Regions from separate parts of the Mus musculus genome. Here region 1 is linked to region 2. A link is a contact called in public promoter capture Hi-C data. All regions are on one chromosome and are shown on one strand. Each heading gives the region's core, a stretch centred on a gene start, on an enhancer-like site or on the middle of the called end of the contact. The rest is flanking DNA. Distances are from core to core; before and after follow the strand shown.

What was found. Promoter capture Hi-C pulls out the DNA fragments that hold promoters and counts their contacts.
Region 1: a promoter capture Hi-C map of liver shows a contact between it and region 2, with 3 times the contacts expected there. The contact joins the promoter of 1810013A23Rik here to the promoter of Phf1 in region 2. A contact is called at or near these places in 4 of 39 promoter capture datasets (the 3T3-L1 cell line, hippocampal neurons, liver and 1 more) and 1 of 115 datasets of contacts at active chromatin or transcription factors (pancreatic cancer cells).

What each region holds. Positions count from the first base shown.
Region 1 is chr17:28,268,335-28,275,799 of GRCm38.p6, forward strand. It overlaps 1810013A23Rik (RIKEN cDNA 1810013A23 gene), which reads left to right and starts at 3,374. Exons shown (of 3, transcript NR_045427.1): 1 at 3,374-3,553; 2 at 3,867-3,910; 3 at 4,637-4,829. The region is part of intron 2 of Ppard (peroxisome proliferator activator receptor delta); the gene reads left to right.
Region 2 is chr17:26,930,308-26,937,286 of GRCm38.p6, forward strand. Phf1 (PHD finger protein 1) reads left to right here and starts at 2,820. Exons shown (of 15, transcript NM_009343.3): 1 at 2,820-3,227; 2 at 3,887-4,061; 3 at 4,147-4,228; 4 at 4,324-4,419; 5 at 4,747-4,847; 6 at 4,942-5,090; 7 at 5,233-5,328; 8 at 5,443-5,511; 9 at 5,612-5,735; 10 at 5,817-5,884; 11 at 5,980-6,084; 12 at 6,205-6,373; 13 at 6,464-6,558; 14 at 6,747-6,827; 1 more. The coding sequence starts at 3,903. It overlaps Kifc5b (kinesin family member C5B), which reads left to right. Exons shown (of 11, transcript NM_053173.2): 11 at 1,797-2,272. The coding sequence ends at 1,841. Mir6968 (microRNA 6968) reads left to right here and starts at 5,165; the gene lies at 5,165-5,232.

The DNA.
Region 1 (7,465 bases), core at 2,124-4,623, 1.3 Mb after region 2:
GGCCGGAAAGGAGCGATAGAGCAAAGCTCTTCCTAGCTCAGTGTAGACAGGCCGGAAAGGAGCGATAGAGCAAAGCTCTTCCTAGCTCAGTGTAGACAGGCCGGAAAGGAGCGATAGAGCAAAGCTCTTCCTAGCTCAGTGTAGACAGGCCGGAAAGGAGCGATAGAGCAAAGCTCTTCCTAGCTCAGTGTAGACAGGCCGGAAAGGAGCGATAGAGCAAAGCTCTTCCTAGCTCAGTGTAGACAGGCCGGAAAGGAGCGATAGAGCAAAGCTCTTCCTAGCTCAGTGTAGACAGGCCGGAAAGGAGCGATAGAGCAAAGCTCTTCCTAGCTCAGTGTAGACAGGCCGGAAAGGAGCGATAGAGCAAAGCTCTTCCTAGCTCAGTGTAGACAGGCCGGAAAGGAGCGATAGAGCCCACTCTTCTTTGAACCAGTGAGGAAGCTTCCAGAACATGAAAATGTTCTGCTCTAGAGACTCAGAACAGGCCGGGTGGTGGTGGCGCACGCCTTTAATCCCAGCACTTGGTAGACAGAGGCAGGCGGATTTCTGAGTTCGAGGCCAGCCTGGTCTACAGAGTGAGTTCCAGGACAGCCAGGGCTACACAGAGAAACCCTGTCTTGAAAAAAATAAAAACAAAAACAAACAAAAAAAAGAGACTCAGAACAGGCAGTAGCTCCCGAGGCAGGCTGCAGGCACTCCACAGAGATGAAAGAGATGAACACTTCTCTTATGGACATGACATGAGCCAGCTCCTTCTGTTGGGGAGGAGGAGGTTAGAGGAGCTACATGCCTTGTTTGAGACAGACTTTTTCACTGGGACTTGGAGCTTGCTAAGTGGGCTAAGCTGGCTGGCCAGTGAGCCCCAGGGACCCGCCTGCCTCTGCCTCCCCAGTGTTGGGCTTACAGGTGCAGCCACCACACCCAGCTCTTTCATGTGAGCTCCAGGCATTCAACTCAGGTCCCCATAGTTATACAAGTGACTTACCAATTGTGCCGTCTGTCCCCCCCAGCCTGAGCTAGCTCAGTGTTTTAAATGAGCCACATAAGAAAGGGCAGGAAGAGCACACAGGCAGAGCACCCATGCTTAGGTCTCAGTCCCCTCTGGGCAGTCTTGAACTCGCCTTTGGTCAGCACATGCCTGCTCTGTACCCACCACTTGGGGAGCTTGTGGGAAACGAGGGTACCCAGCACTTGTCCTCCGAGGGCCTCACACATACACAGCATTAAGCAAAGCTTGCTGATGGTGACTGGTCAGGAGCGCTGTCAGCTCTTCCAGGGGCATTGGGATTGCTCTGGTGGGGACTGGACACTCAGGACCTCTCCAGGGTTCTGGAAGGGGTCACCATCACCCCTTGGCAACAGACACCTATGGTGACTTCAGGTGTGCCTGTGGTCACACCCCAGGCAGCCAAATGCATGTCAGATGCGTTAGCAAGCAGACGTGGGAAGAGCTGTGGATGGGGAGGCGGAGGCTTATCTAAGGAAGTGGTGGCCAAGCCCATGTCTGACGGATGAGGAGGCATAAGTCAGAGTGAGTAGTGGCTGAGGTGGCCCAGGCAGAAAGAGCTGCCTCAGTGGATGCCTCAGGGTAGGGAGCGCCCTACTGCTGGGTTTAAGATGTCAGGCCCTCTGCTTCTCCACTGACTTTGCCGACCTCTGGTGCTCTCTCTCTTTCTTCTGTCTCTTTCCACTCCGATTTAACTTACCTTATACTTACTGGTGTTTTGCCTGCATGTGTATCAGCATCATGTGTATGCAGTACTGCGTGAAAGCCAGAGGGGGTGTCAGATCTTCTTGGAACTGTAGTTAGAGACCGTGCAAGCGCTGGGGATGGAGCCTGAGGGTTAGTGCTCTTAACCACTGAGCCATCCGAGGTCTCCCCTCCGAAGTCCAACCTCAGAGTTAGGTTCACGTGTTATACCTGGGATCCAAGGCCACGGCCTGCGCCTTATCTGAGAGCTGGATGCCTCAGCGAGGTGCGGCTCACTGGCTCTGCCTGCCCCACTAGCCCTCCTGCTTGGCCTTTCCCACCTTGCCAGCGTTCATTCTTCTGCAGGCTCTGCTTCCTGTGTGGTCTCCTCACACAGCTGTTGGTGCCTGGGTCAGTGTGTTTACACATGCTCAGCACCCACGCCGGGCCAGGAAGTGACTCTACCTGAGGAGGACTCTGGCTGCTGTGCGTGCGTGCCTGCGGGAGCCTGCCCCTGGAGCCACATAAGAAAGGGCCTAAAGGACTGCAGGTTCCCAGCAGTCCCTGGCTGTCAGGATTTGGGAACAAGGAACAGAAATTTCCAGAAACCCTTCAATTTATAAATTATTCTGTGTCTTTCACACAGAATTTTAAAGGAATGTTTTCACTTTATGAATTTTAAAAGAAAAAAAACTGACTTTTCCTGCTTCCTTCATTTTTTGATGCCTGAGACAAAGGAGGGTCTCAGGCTCCAGATCTTCCCATATCTCTGTGCTGATAATGGCGTTTCAGGCACGGGGCCCCACACGCTCGTTTTAATTTAATTTTCTGATATGAAGTGTGAAGGCCTAAGTTCCATTTCCAGAGCCTGCACTAAAAGCTTGGCTGTGCACCTGCGAGCGCAGCACGGGGAGGTGGAGAGAGATGGGTCTCTGGGGCATACCGGCCAGCCTAGCCTGCTCACCAGCCTCCAGACCTGTGAGAAACCTTGTCTCAGAGGCGGGAGGTTGCTTTCCCTAGGAGGCCTGCCACCTGCAGGTTCAGGAAAGATCGTGGGTTCCCAGCCAGCCAGGACTATAGAATGGAAATCCCATTGTATAGAAGGCACCTAAAGGCCATGCCTTTAGTACCAGCAGAGGCCTGGAAGGACTGACCTCTGCGTGTGCGAGCCACTGGCGACCATCACTCCCATGTCATGAGTAATGGCAGTTAAGAAACGTTTTTTTTGTGAGCCGGGTGTGGTAGTGCACGCCTTTAATCCCAGCACTTGGGAGGCAGAGGCAGGCGGATTTCTGAGTTTGAGGCCAGCCTGGTCTACAAAGTGAGCTCCAGGACAGCCAGGACTACACAGAGAAACCCTGTCTCAAAAAACCAAAAAAAAAAAAAAAAAAAAAAAAAGAAAGAAGCGTTTTGTGATGAACCTTCAGAACCAGTATTCCTGGGTTTGGGACCACTCAACCCTGCTGCCTCTTCGCATGACTGTAACAGCACTTCCGGACCCGAGGCTGCGTGAGATTGAGCTCCCAGGCCAGGCCACTCTGCTCATGAGCCAAGCTTACTTGTGTTTGGGGACAGTCTTGCCTTGTCCCTGTGCCAGTCCTACCTCTGATGTGGTTGGCCAGCACTAAGGTCACTCCAGTACAGGGCTCCCAGGACACCACACCCTGTGTTTCCCAGCGCCCTGTGCACCTGGCAGTCTCAGGTAGAAAGCAGGCCCTCCGCTGGGCTAGCTGCAGGCCCCCTGCCTGCTCTCAGCCTCTTTTAGAGGGAAGGCTGTGTCCAAGGTATCCTGCAGGCACCCTTCCAACCCCCACCTACTCCCTCGGGGACGTGCAGGCTGTAAGGAGCAGACTGTGAGCCATGGTAAGGTCAGTGCCTAGGGTTCCCAAGCTGGCCTGTGAATCCCAGGTAGATAAGGAAGGCCCTGCCTCGATCTGGACTCCTGGGGAAGAGAGAAGCAGGAAGCTTCAGTGGGGAAAGGTGCGGAAGGCCTTGCCAAGCAGGTTATGGTGGGTGGGGAGCTACCACCTGCTGTAGCCCCAGGATTTGGGTGGAGACTGTGGTAGAGGCCTCCAGAAAAGAGGGCTGGGCAGCTGAGTGCCGAGTGGCCCGGGACTGGCTGAGTGGCCTCTGCTGCGGCGGCCCACAGCCAGCCCACAGACCTGTCTCTATCCAGTTTGCAGCATCCGCATCCTCAAGGAAGCCGCTCCTGAGCCCTGGGTGAGTAGAGAGGACTCTGTCCCTAGCACTCCTCGGTGTCCTCCAGAGCATTTATTGTTGAGAAGTCGGTGGCTAGGGCTGAATCAGTTTGTTGTCTTTCCTGTCTGGGCCACCTTGTCCTCTGCCTATTGCCACAGCACCAAGACAGTCAGCTCTCTGGGCGTTCCGAGTGCCTGTTCTGTGCTGTCCTCCCTCTTCGGCCTCCCGGGAAGCTCATGAGTTGGAGGCCAAGGCCGGAGAGTCCTGGCAAGGAACAGGTTGCTCTGTGCAGGCTGGGGAAAGTGCTGGGATGTCTTCCCCTGGCTCATGGCCACCTCAGAGCCTGCATTTCAGCACTCCTGAATGAACCAGTGTTTACAGGTTGTCCCTGTCACCAGTGTAACATCTGGTGCACAGAGGCATGTGTCCTCGGCATTCTGTGTCGAGCCGGTTCCTTGCTTGTGAGGTGAAGGAGCCCAGTGTGACCTGAGTGTGTGAGGTGTACTGTCCTGTTAATGTGGTGTGCAGGTGTCACCCCTGTAGCCTGCTTCCGGCGTTATTTCTCTGTCACATCCGCAGACCCCCTCCTGAGTGAGCGTGCAGGCTGCCAAGGGAATCTGGGGGATCCTAGCGGGTAGATCTGTGGAGGGCATGGTTGGGCTCCCATCTCTAGAGTGCTCTACTAGGGCAGGGAGAGCCCATCTGCTCCGCTGCCTCTCCACTCAACCGCTTTGTCCCTTTTCTCAGGGACCAGGAAAGCCTTGGGGACTTCCTGCTTTCCAGAGCTGAGTGAAGCAGCCCTTATCTGGAACTCGAAAGCCCCAGGAGGTGTGTGCTCAGAAGCAAACAGAGGCTGACCTGAGGCTTCCTTACGTCAGCACCCTCCTCAACTGCTCCTGGGAGCTTAGCCGATGCTTTTCTTTAAAGTTCTTACTTATGTACATTTGTTTGTTTGTTTGTTTGTTTGTTTGTTGTTATCTCTGTGTGTGCCTGTGCCCATGTATGATGGTCAGAGCACAGCTTGTAGGAAAGAGTCTGTTCTCTCCTTCTACCATGTGGGCTCACTTCAGGGCACCACCAGGCTTGATGGCAAGTGCCATGTGTCATGCCCTACCTACTGAGTCACCTCATAGGCAGAGCTTCAAGCTTCACTTCTTCACTCAGTACCAGCATGCCTGTGTGATGTCAGCATGCCTGTGTGATGTCAGCATGCCCGTGTGATGTCAGCAGGTCCATAATGCCAGAGATAGGAGGATCAGGAGTTCAGTGTTATCCTTGGTGAATTCAAAGCTGGACTGAGCTGCATGAGACTATATGAGTCAATCTCCTCTCTCTCCCTCTCTCCCTCTCTCCCTCGCTCCCTCTTTCCGAGACTGGCTCTCACCATGTAACTCTGGCTGGCCTGGAACTCTCTATACAGACCAGGCTAGCCTTGAATTCACAGAGATCCCCCTGCCACAGCCTCCCAAGTGCTAGGATTTCAGTTGTGCACCACTATGCCTAGCCAGCATGAGACTTTCAAGAAATCAAAGTTAAAATAGGGATGGAGCGATGGCTCAGAGCTTGAGGTCAGTTATTACTCCTGCAGAGGACCCAAGTTCGAGTCCCAGCACCCCACATCAGATAGCTTACAAACTCCCATTGCTCCAGCTCCTGGGAGCCTGATGCCTTCTTTTGGCATACATGGACACATACCCACTCACATCAAAAGCAACAAAAATACATCTTTAAAATTGTCGAGTGTCTTTCACAACTAATTCCCATCCCGAGCTCGTGGATATTAGTCTTGGCCTCAGATGGGCAACTTGAGCCACAGAAAGGCCAAACAGTGGCCCAGGAGTTCCCAGCTTGGTAAGATGGAGCTGGGGTGAGCCTTTTACTGAGCCTGGCACCAGAGCTTCCTCCTCTGTCCCGCTGGCTTCCCACCTCTCTAGCAAGGGGGGATGGGATATGAAGTTGTTGAGCTGCCTGAGCTCAGGTTAGCAAACAGCACAAGGGCAAACCCCCAGCCTCGTCTCCTTCCTGGAGCTGTGATGAAATACCCTGACGAAATGCACCTGATGGGAGGAAGGGCTTATTGTAGCTCACAGTTCCAAAGTATAGCCCATCATTTTGGGGAAATCAAGGCGGAAACTTGAAACAGGTAGTCCACAGTCAAGAACAAAGAGAGAATGAATGCAAGCTTGTCTAGTGCTTGTTCAATTCAAGACTCAGCCAAGGGAATGGTGTCACCCACGGTGGTCGAGGCCTCCCTTCTATTCTTATGCAGTCAAGACACTCCTCCTAAGGCCAGACCACTGGCTAGCCTCATCCAAACAGCCTTCACTGAGCCTCTCTTCCCAGGGGAGTCTTCATGATGCCACGTTGACAAAACTATCACACTATGTTCTGGACTTGGGAGGAAGTTTGAGGTTAGGATAATCAGACTCATAGAGGGTGTAGGGAGGGACAGTATGCGTGGAGCACAGGCTTAGATAACCTGCAGGAGGGCCATGAAGACGGGACTCAAGGTAGAGCGCAGGCTTGGCACACAGCAGGCTGAGGGTTCAGTGCACAGAGACCAGAGTGACCTTCAGGGGCGCTGCTTGCAGGCCAGAGGCCTGGGCAGTGATAGCAGTCCACCTGAGTCCTCCTGGGCTACCATTGGACATACTTCCACATAAAGGTTGTTGTCTCCCTTATTGGGAACTTCGTGTGTGCTTGTGAGTGTGTGCAGAGTCCTTGGAAGCCAGCAGGGGGCCTCAGAGAGTCACAGGTGCAGCAAGGACACCAAATGGTTTTCCATCTCTTACCAGGAGCTTTTTAATGATAATCACATTTTCTTAATCTTTTAAAATCACATTTAAAAAATGTATTTACCTTTAATCAGCACACAAACTATAGGTTTCTTTGTACATATTCATGCACACTTAGCTTTGGTTGGTCCTCCCCATTGGTGCTCTCTCTCATCCCCTTGCTTCCCATACCGTCTTCTTCCCCACAATCCTCCCTACCCACATTCACATCTCACACATTCTGTTTCCTTCCCCACCCACCCCTTACATTGCTCCCCTTCCCAGTACCCTGGATGCTACTTACAATGACATCCATTTAAGTGCACAATACAAAAATCAGAAGTCAGATCCTGCCTCGAGAGGGAACATAGACGGTGTTTGTCTGTCTGAGCCAGGTTACCTCATGTAATATTTTCTAGTTCCATTTTTTTGTTGTTGTTTTTGTTTTTTTGTTTTTTGTTTTTTTTTTGTTTTTTGTTTTTTTTTTGAGACAAGGTTTCTCTGTGTAACCCTGACTGTCCTGGAACTCACTCTGCAGACCAGGCTGGCCTCGAACTCAGAAATCCGCCTGCCTCTGCCTCCCGAGTGCTGGGATTAAAGGTGTGCACCACCACGCCCGGCTTACCCTGGGTAATCTTATGAGTTCCCAGGATCTAGAATAGTCTAGATCAGCTGTTCTCGCCCTGTGGGTCTCCACCCCTTTGGAGGTCAGATATCAGATATCCAGCATATTAGATACATTACCATTCATAACAGTAGCAAAATTACAGTTATGAAGTAGCAACAGTTTTATGGTTGGGGG
Region 2 (6,979 bases), core at 1,570-4,069:
AATCTCAGGACCTTTTTCCAGCTGCAAAATTTATTTATTTCTTTATTTATTAATATTTAGCTGTGTGTGGTGGCACATGCCCTTAATCCCAACACCTAACTAAGATGCAGAGACAGATAGATTTCTGAGTTTGTGGCTACCTTGATTTACAGAGTAAGTTCCAGGACAGCCAGGGCTACACAGAGAAATCCTGTTTCAAAAAGAAAAAAGAAAAAAAGAAAAAGGAAATAAAAGTTGTATTTCATGTGACTGTTTTGCCTGCGGAGGATGTTTGTACATTTGTACTTGGTATCTGAGGAGGTCAGAAGAGGGCATTGGATTTCCTGGAACTGGAGTGGGTTGTTGTGAGCCACCATGTAGGTGCTAACAACTGAACCCAGGTCCTCTGCTAGTGCTTTTAAATACTGAGTTGTCTCTCCAGCCTCAAGATGCTGAATCCTCTATAGGTTTTCATTATTGAGTTCCTATCCTGAGTGACTCCATATGTGCCCATAAGCTTTTATTAGGAAGGCATGCATTATAGGTGTGTACATACTTGACACCCATCCGTCTTTGATCATCACAGTGCTACATCTTTGGTCAGTATGAGGACCTTCAAGTTAGCTCCTGTCTCATTTCTTTGGGCTGGGCAAGCTCTCTACCACTAAATAAAAATCCCACCACTCATGTATCCTTTGATCTGTACCTAGTAGTCTATGTCTCCAATTTTCTTCTGTGGTGATTTTTTTTTTCCTCAGGAGCCCTAGTTTTCCTTCTTTCTTTCTTTTTAATATTTATTTATTTATTATATGTAAGTACACTGTAGCTGTCTTCAGACACACCAGAAGAGGGAGTCAGATCTCATTACAAATGGTTGTGAGCCACCATGTGGTTGCTGGGATTTGAACTCAGGACCTTCGGAAGAGCAGTTGAGTGCTCTTACTTGTTGAGCCATCTCACCAGCCCCTCTTTCTTTTTTTTAAAGATTTATTTATTTCCTGTATGTAAGTGTACTGTCACTGACACACCAGAAGAGGGCATCAGATCTCATTACAAATGGTTGTGAACCACCATGTGGTTGCTGGGAATTGAACTTGGGACCTCTGGAAGAGCAGTCAGTGCTCTTAACTGCTGAGCCATCTCTCCAGCCCCAGGAGCTCTAGTTTTCAAAGGAGTTTAATGTCTTGACAGGAGTGCTTTGGTGTGTCTAGTCCAGGGTGTTGCTGAAAATGGAGACCTCTCTGCTACTGTAGTTTTTGTGTAGGTGTCTCAGTTAGCTTTCTAATAATGTGATAAAACTCCATGATCAAAAACAAGGTGAAATAGAAAGAACTAGTCCATGTCCAGGGATGTCAGATCAGTAACTTCTTTAGGCCATAATGGAGTGCTGTTTACTGCTCGCTCCTCTTGGCTTCCTCAGCCGGTTTTCTTACCTCATTGGGGAACCACCTTTTCAGGGGTGGCACTGGCCCACACTAGGGTTGGGTCCTCCAACATCAATCATTGATTAAGAAAAGGCTTGCTCACAGGCCAATCTGATGGGATATTTTCTCAATTGAGGTCCCCTCTTCTCAAATGAGGAGTAGCCGGTGTCATGTTGACATAAAAACTAGCCAGCACTATAAAGCTTCGTCTTTTCAGTCCGGTCTCTTCCAGGCTTAGTGGACATAGCATCACCATCCCTCCAGGGGGCAGGCTGGACCTGCTTCCATAACAGAGACTTCAGAGATTCAGATGTGGGCCCAGCACGGGGCAGAGTGGGAAGGCTTCTCATCTGTAACCCTTGACCTTGTGTGACCCTGTTTATCTGTCCACAGGTGAACCAGTGTGTCATTGGTACTGCTCAGGCTAATAAGAAGTGAAGTCGGATCCAGAGCCCTTGCAAGCCAGTGCGCATGCGTCTCTGTTTTAGTGTGTATTTATTCGGTGGGGGTGGGTGGGAGTTGAGACATGATATTACTGGGTATTTATTATGTAATAAAGAATAATCTTTTGTATGTTAATCCTTTTCTTAATCTTAGATTTTAAAAAATTGTGTGCAGTTGTTTTGCCTGAGTGTATATGCATGCACCATGTGCATGTCTCCTGCTCCAGTGAGTTCAGAACAGGGCTTCAGGTCCTTCAAGAACTGGGATTATGGAATACATGTGGGTCCTCTGCAAAATCAGTCAGTGCTCTTAACCGCCCAGCCATCTTCCCAGCCCGGCCCTTGTTACAGCTCTAAACGGTTTTATTAACTTAACGGTTTTAGCTGCCAAAGGAAGGTATTGTAAATAAATACTGTAAGCACGTAGAAATGTCCATTGTGATGTGTTTGCAGAGTGAGGCTATGGGCTTTCACTTGGTGGGGCACACTTTGCCGTCCTGATGCCTCTTCTCTACCCTTCGGCACTGGGCCCTCTTAACAATTTCTTAGGACTGCCAGGCCCCAGCCCCAGCCCAGAACAGGAATGCTCTTGTCTGGTGTGACTGCCAGTGCACTCCACAATCTCTTTCTTTCCCTGCCCACCGGTTCGAACCATGGTTCCGTGCCGCCTAGTGCCTATTGGCTGGTGTGGGCACGTCACTAACTCAGTACTAGTTCCAAATAGCCCCTTGTCCTTTCCCTCCCAGGAGGAGCAAACCTACACCAGTGCTCTCGCGGCCGGAGGAGTGGCCGTGTGCCCAGGTGCGGCGCACAGGCGGGGTTACGCGTGCGCAGAAGGGCGGGGCGACAGGCAGCGTGAATGGGGAGGGCGGTGCCGCGTGCGGAGGCGGAGCTTGGAGTGGCCACGGGGGCGGGGCAGCTAACGGATGTGGCATGGGGCGGGGCCCGGCCCTGACCTGCAGGCTAGCTGCCAAGAAGGTTATTTCCTGCTGACCCAGAGCAAGCCTCCCATCCGAAAAAGGGGCTGCAGGGATTTCCTCGACCTCCGCGACCGGCCGCGCCCCCAACAGCGCAGCGCCCTCCGGGCCCGCTGGAGGTGAGGGAGGTGCTGCCTGCCCGTCCCTCTGTCGTCTCCTCCCCCTGGTGCTCCCCACCCTCCACTCTCCTCCCTCCTTCTGTCGACTCCTCCTGCCGCTGCTGCTGCTTTGGCTGCTGCGTCATACGCCCCAGAGCCGCCAGGACGGAGGGGCTGGGCCCGGGGACCCCCTGGCCTCCGCCTGCACGCCCCCCGGCGCTCACACTCAGTCTTCCCGCACCGGAGACTCATCCAGGTCTCTTGAGTCTGACCCTACCTGGCTTCCAGCTGCCCCGGCTGTCACCGGTAAGGAGGAGGCGGGAGGCCTGGAGAGGGGGGCAGGGAGCTGGGGGTCGGTGAGGAAGAAGGGTTGGAGAGCCTCCTGGTCTCAGCTTAGGGTCTGTGCTGGGGCGACTCAAGTCCCTCCTTGGACTGACAGTGTAGGGGAGTAGAGACTTGGACAGGGACACGCCCCCCTCTTGGGGCACTCAGGGAAGTTATCTAATCCCGGGTCAGAGAGCCCCAAATTTGAGGGTGACCTAACATCACCTGGCACCAGGGTGGTGGTTCTAAATAAGACACACAGGCCTGGGGAGGCAGCTGTTTCTACTCGGGAAACGTCTTCAGAAAAGCTCCCAAAACATCTCTGGGCAACAGATTGCCCCATTTAGGATCCCTGTAAACAGCTGGGCAAGGTGAAGCTAAGCGGTAACCTTGATTCCGCAAAGATCATTTCACCTGAGTCCCTAGGAGCTGGGAAACTACAAAACGAGGCAGGGGAGATGGAAAAGAGTAGAGTCGAGAAGCTGACCAGAGCCACCCACCTTTATAGGGCTCAGGATTAGAAGACTGGGGCGTTGGAGCTGCTCCACCAGGAACAGGGTTTCTTTATCCATAAGAGAAAACAACGAGCTCAGGGAAACTTTCTCAGCACCCATAACTCTAACCATCCTATCTTGGAATAGGCCCCCCCAGGATGCAATGGCGCAGCTCCCCCGGCTGAGCCGTTTGGGTGCCCCCTCTCTCTGGGATCCAGCTTCCCCTGCTCCCACCTCAGGCCCCAGACCTCGGCTTTGGGAAGGCCAAGATGTGCTGGCCAGATGGACTGATGGGCTGCTGTACTTGGGTACCATCAAAAAGGTAAGACCCACCTCTGATCTCACTGCCTTCCCAGTCTCCAGTCAGTTCTCATTCCCATTTTAGCATCACTGGGCACCCATTCCAGGTGGACAGTGCTCGAGAGGTGTGTCTGGTCCAGTTTGAGGACGATTCCCAGTTTCTGGTTCTATGGAAGGATATCAGCCCAGGTGAGACCTTCAGACTGAAGCCTGTGACAGCAGAAGCTGGAGTGGGTGGGGACACTGGTTGTTGGTAGGCCTCCTGACACTTTGTTCCCTCACAGCTGCCCTCCCTGGGGAGGAGCTGCTCTGTTGTGTGTGTCGCTCTGAGACCGTGGTACCTGGGAACCGGCTGGTCAGCTGTGAGAAGTGTCGCCATGGTGAGAGGCCAGGATACTTAGGTGGTGCAGTCTGCCCTGGGTCTTCTGGGTTGCCACTAGCCCTGCCTTATAGCATGAGTTATGTCTCCTGTCCTGGCCAGTCTTCACCCTGTCACCACATCTCTCAGAACAGGGCGAGGGAGCCATAGATCAGGTGACCCAGGCCATGCAAAGCTGAGGGGCTTACATTACCTTTCTTAACCGTGCTTCCTTGGGCTAGGCCCTCAGCTGTGAGAAGCTTGTTGACTCACCTGCAGTGTCAGGATAACACACACAGCAGGACTTAGATGCACACAGTGGTCTACCCTCAACATTGTCCTTATTCAGCTTATCACCAGGACTGTCACGTTCCCAGGGCCCCGGCCCCTGGAGAAGGAGAGGGCGCATCCTGGGTATGCCGCCAGTGTGTCTTTGCAATCGCCACTAAGGTAAAGGTGCCTCTCTGCCCCTGTGTGGGAAGCTCCTGTGGTCTCTCCTCCGTTCCTGCCTCTCTGAGGTCTCCATCTGTCTGTCCCTCTGCAGAGGGGAGGCGCACTGAAGAAAGGTCCCTATGCCCGGGCCATGCTGGGCATGAAGCTCTCCCTGCCATACGGATTAAAAGGGCTGGACTGGGATGCTGGACATTTGAGCAACAGACAGCAGAGCTACTGCTACTGTGGAGGCCCTGGAGAGTGAGTGGAGAGGGTGTTGTCAAGCTATGGGATGGGGGTTGTTGTGGTGGCAGAGCCCGGGAAAATGGGTGAACAGGGGGCGAGGGGGCCCTGTGGTTTCAAGAAGGCTGTCTGAGGGCCACAAGCGCTGTCTCCCCTCCAGGTGGAACCTGAAAATGCTGCAGTGCCGGAGCTGCCTCCAGTGGTTCCATGAGGCCTGCACCCAGTGTCTGAGCAAGCCCCTCCTCTACGGAGACAGGTGAGACAGGACATGCACGCATGCTCGGGAGTCCACCTGTGCTCTCCCGCAGTCCTCTGCAGCCGGGGTCAGAGGGCTGAATGAGGTGCATCCTCTGTCCTGGCCCATGTGCAGATTCTATGAATTTGAGTGCTGTGTGTGCCGGGGCGGCCCTGAGAAGGTCCGGAGGTTACAGCTTCGCTGGTGAGATGGGTTGTGATTCATTTCTGTTGTCCACCATGTTACCCTAATGACCCCTGATTTTGATAGCGCCGATGCTGCTGACAATTCCATGCTCCTCCAGGGTGGATGTGGCCCATCTTGTCCTCTACCACCTCAGCGTTTGCTGTAAGAAGAAATATTTTGATTTTGACCGAGAGATCCTCCCCTTCACCTCTGAGAATTGGGACAGTCTGCTCCTGGGGGAGGTAAGGGTTCTAAAGTGTGGGAACTGGGGTGGGAGGGACAAGGAATGTCTGCTTCCTTGACCCATTTACCCTCTTCTTCAGCTCTCAGATACTCCCAAGGGAGAGCGCTCTTCCCAGCTCCTTTCTGCTCTTAACAGCCACAAGGACCGGTGAGTCAAAAGAGGGAGGCTCAGGGGTGAGGTGCTAGTCTGGATGAGGAGAACTTTGCTACAGCACGGACCTGCCGACATTCCCCTTGTCCCAGTTTCATTTCAGGGAGGGAGATTAAAAAGCGAAAATGTCTTTTTGGTCTCCATGCTCGGACCCCTCCTCCTGTGGAGCTTCTCACTGGAGATGGAGCCCCCACCAGGTCACTGGTCCAGGGGGGATGGGGAGAATTCTCAAGGATCTGTTTGGAGGGTGCATATAAAGAAAATGGGGGTCTGGGGTGGCTGGGAGGGGGCTGGGGGGATAAAGAGACCTCTTACAGCTTCCCTTCAGGGCAGGGCCCTGGGGGAGGGGTCTCACGTCCCCTGGGGAAACGATGGAGGTCGGAGCCAGAACCCTTAAGGAGGAGGCAGAAGGGGAAAGTGGAGGAACTGGGGCCACCCACGGCAGCACACAGTCGGCATGGGTCCCGGGAGCAGAGGGCCCTGCAGGTACACGGGCAGGGAATTTCAATGAGGCAAACCGGAGGGGGTGTGAAGAAACCCAGGGTCACCTCACAGCCCCACTGCCTTCTCCTACAGGCCTCGGTGTCTCCACCACCCCCCAGCCCTAACCAGAGCTATGAGGGCAGCAGCGGCTACAACTTCCGGCCCACAGACGCCCGCTGTCTGCCCAGGTGAGTGCCTGGTCCAGATGTGCCCCAGTCATTCCAGACTCTGTCACCTGCAACTCTTTTCCCTTTCCACCTTCACTTGTGGATTGTTGTCCCAAAGAGCTGTGCAGAGGCAGCCTCTACCCAGCTTTGAGTATGTGAGCGCTACCCTTCCCTGCTTGAGGTGCTGACTTGCCTGTCCCCAACCTCAGCAGCCCTATCCGGATGTTCGCCTCCTTCCACCCTTCTGCCAGCACTGCAGGGACCTCTGGGGACAGTGAACCCCCAGATAGGTGAGTCTATCCCGTCGACACCAGTTCCCTCCTTTCAGGCTTTAGTCTCTGAAGCCCAGACTAGCATCAGTCCTGCCCGCCCTCCTGCCACCCACCCACATCTCTCAGGCCTGTCTGGTCTCACTGTTTGTCCTCTGTCTTCCAGGTCACCT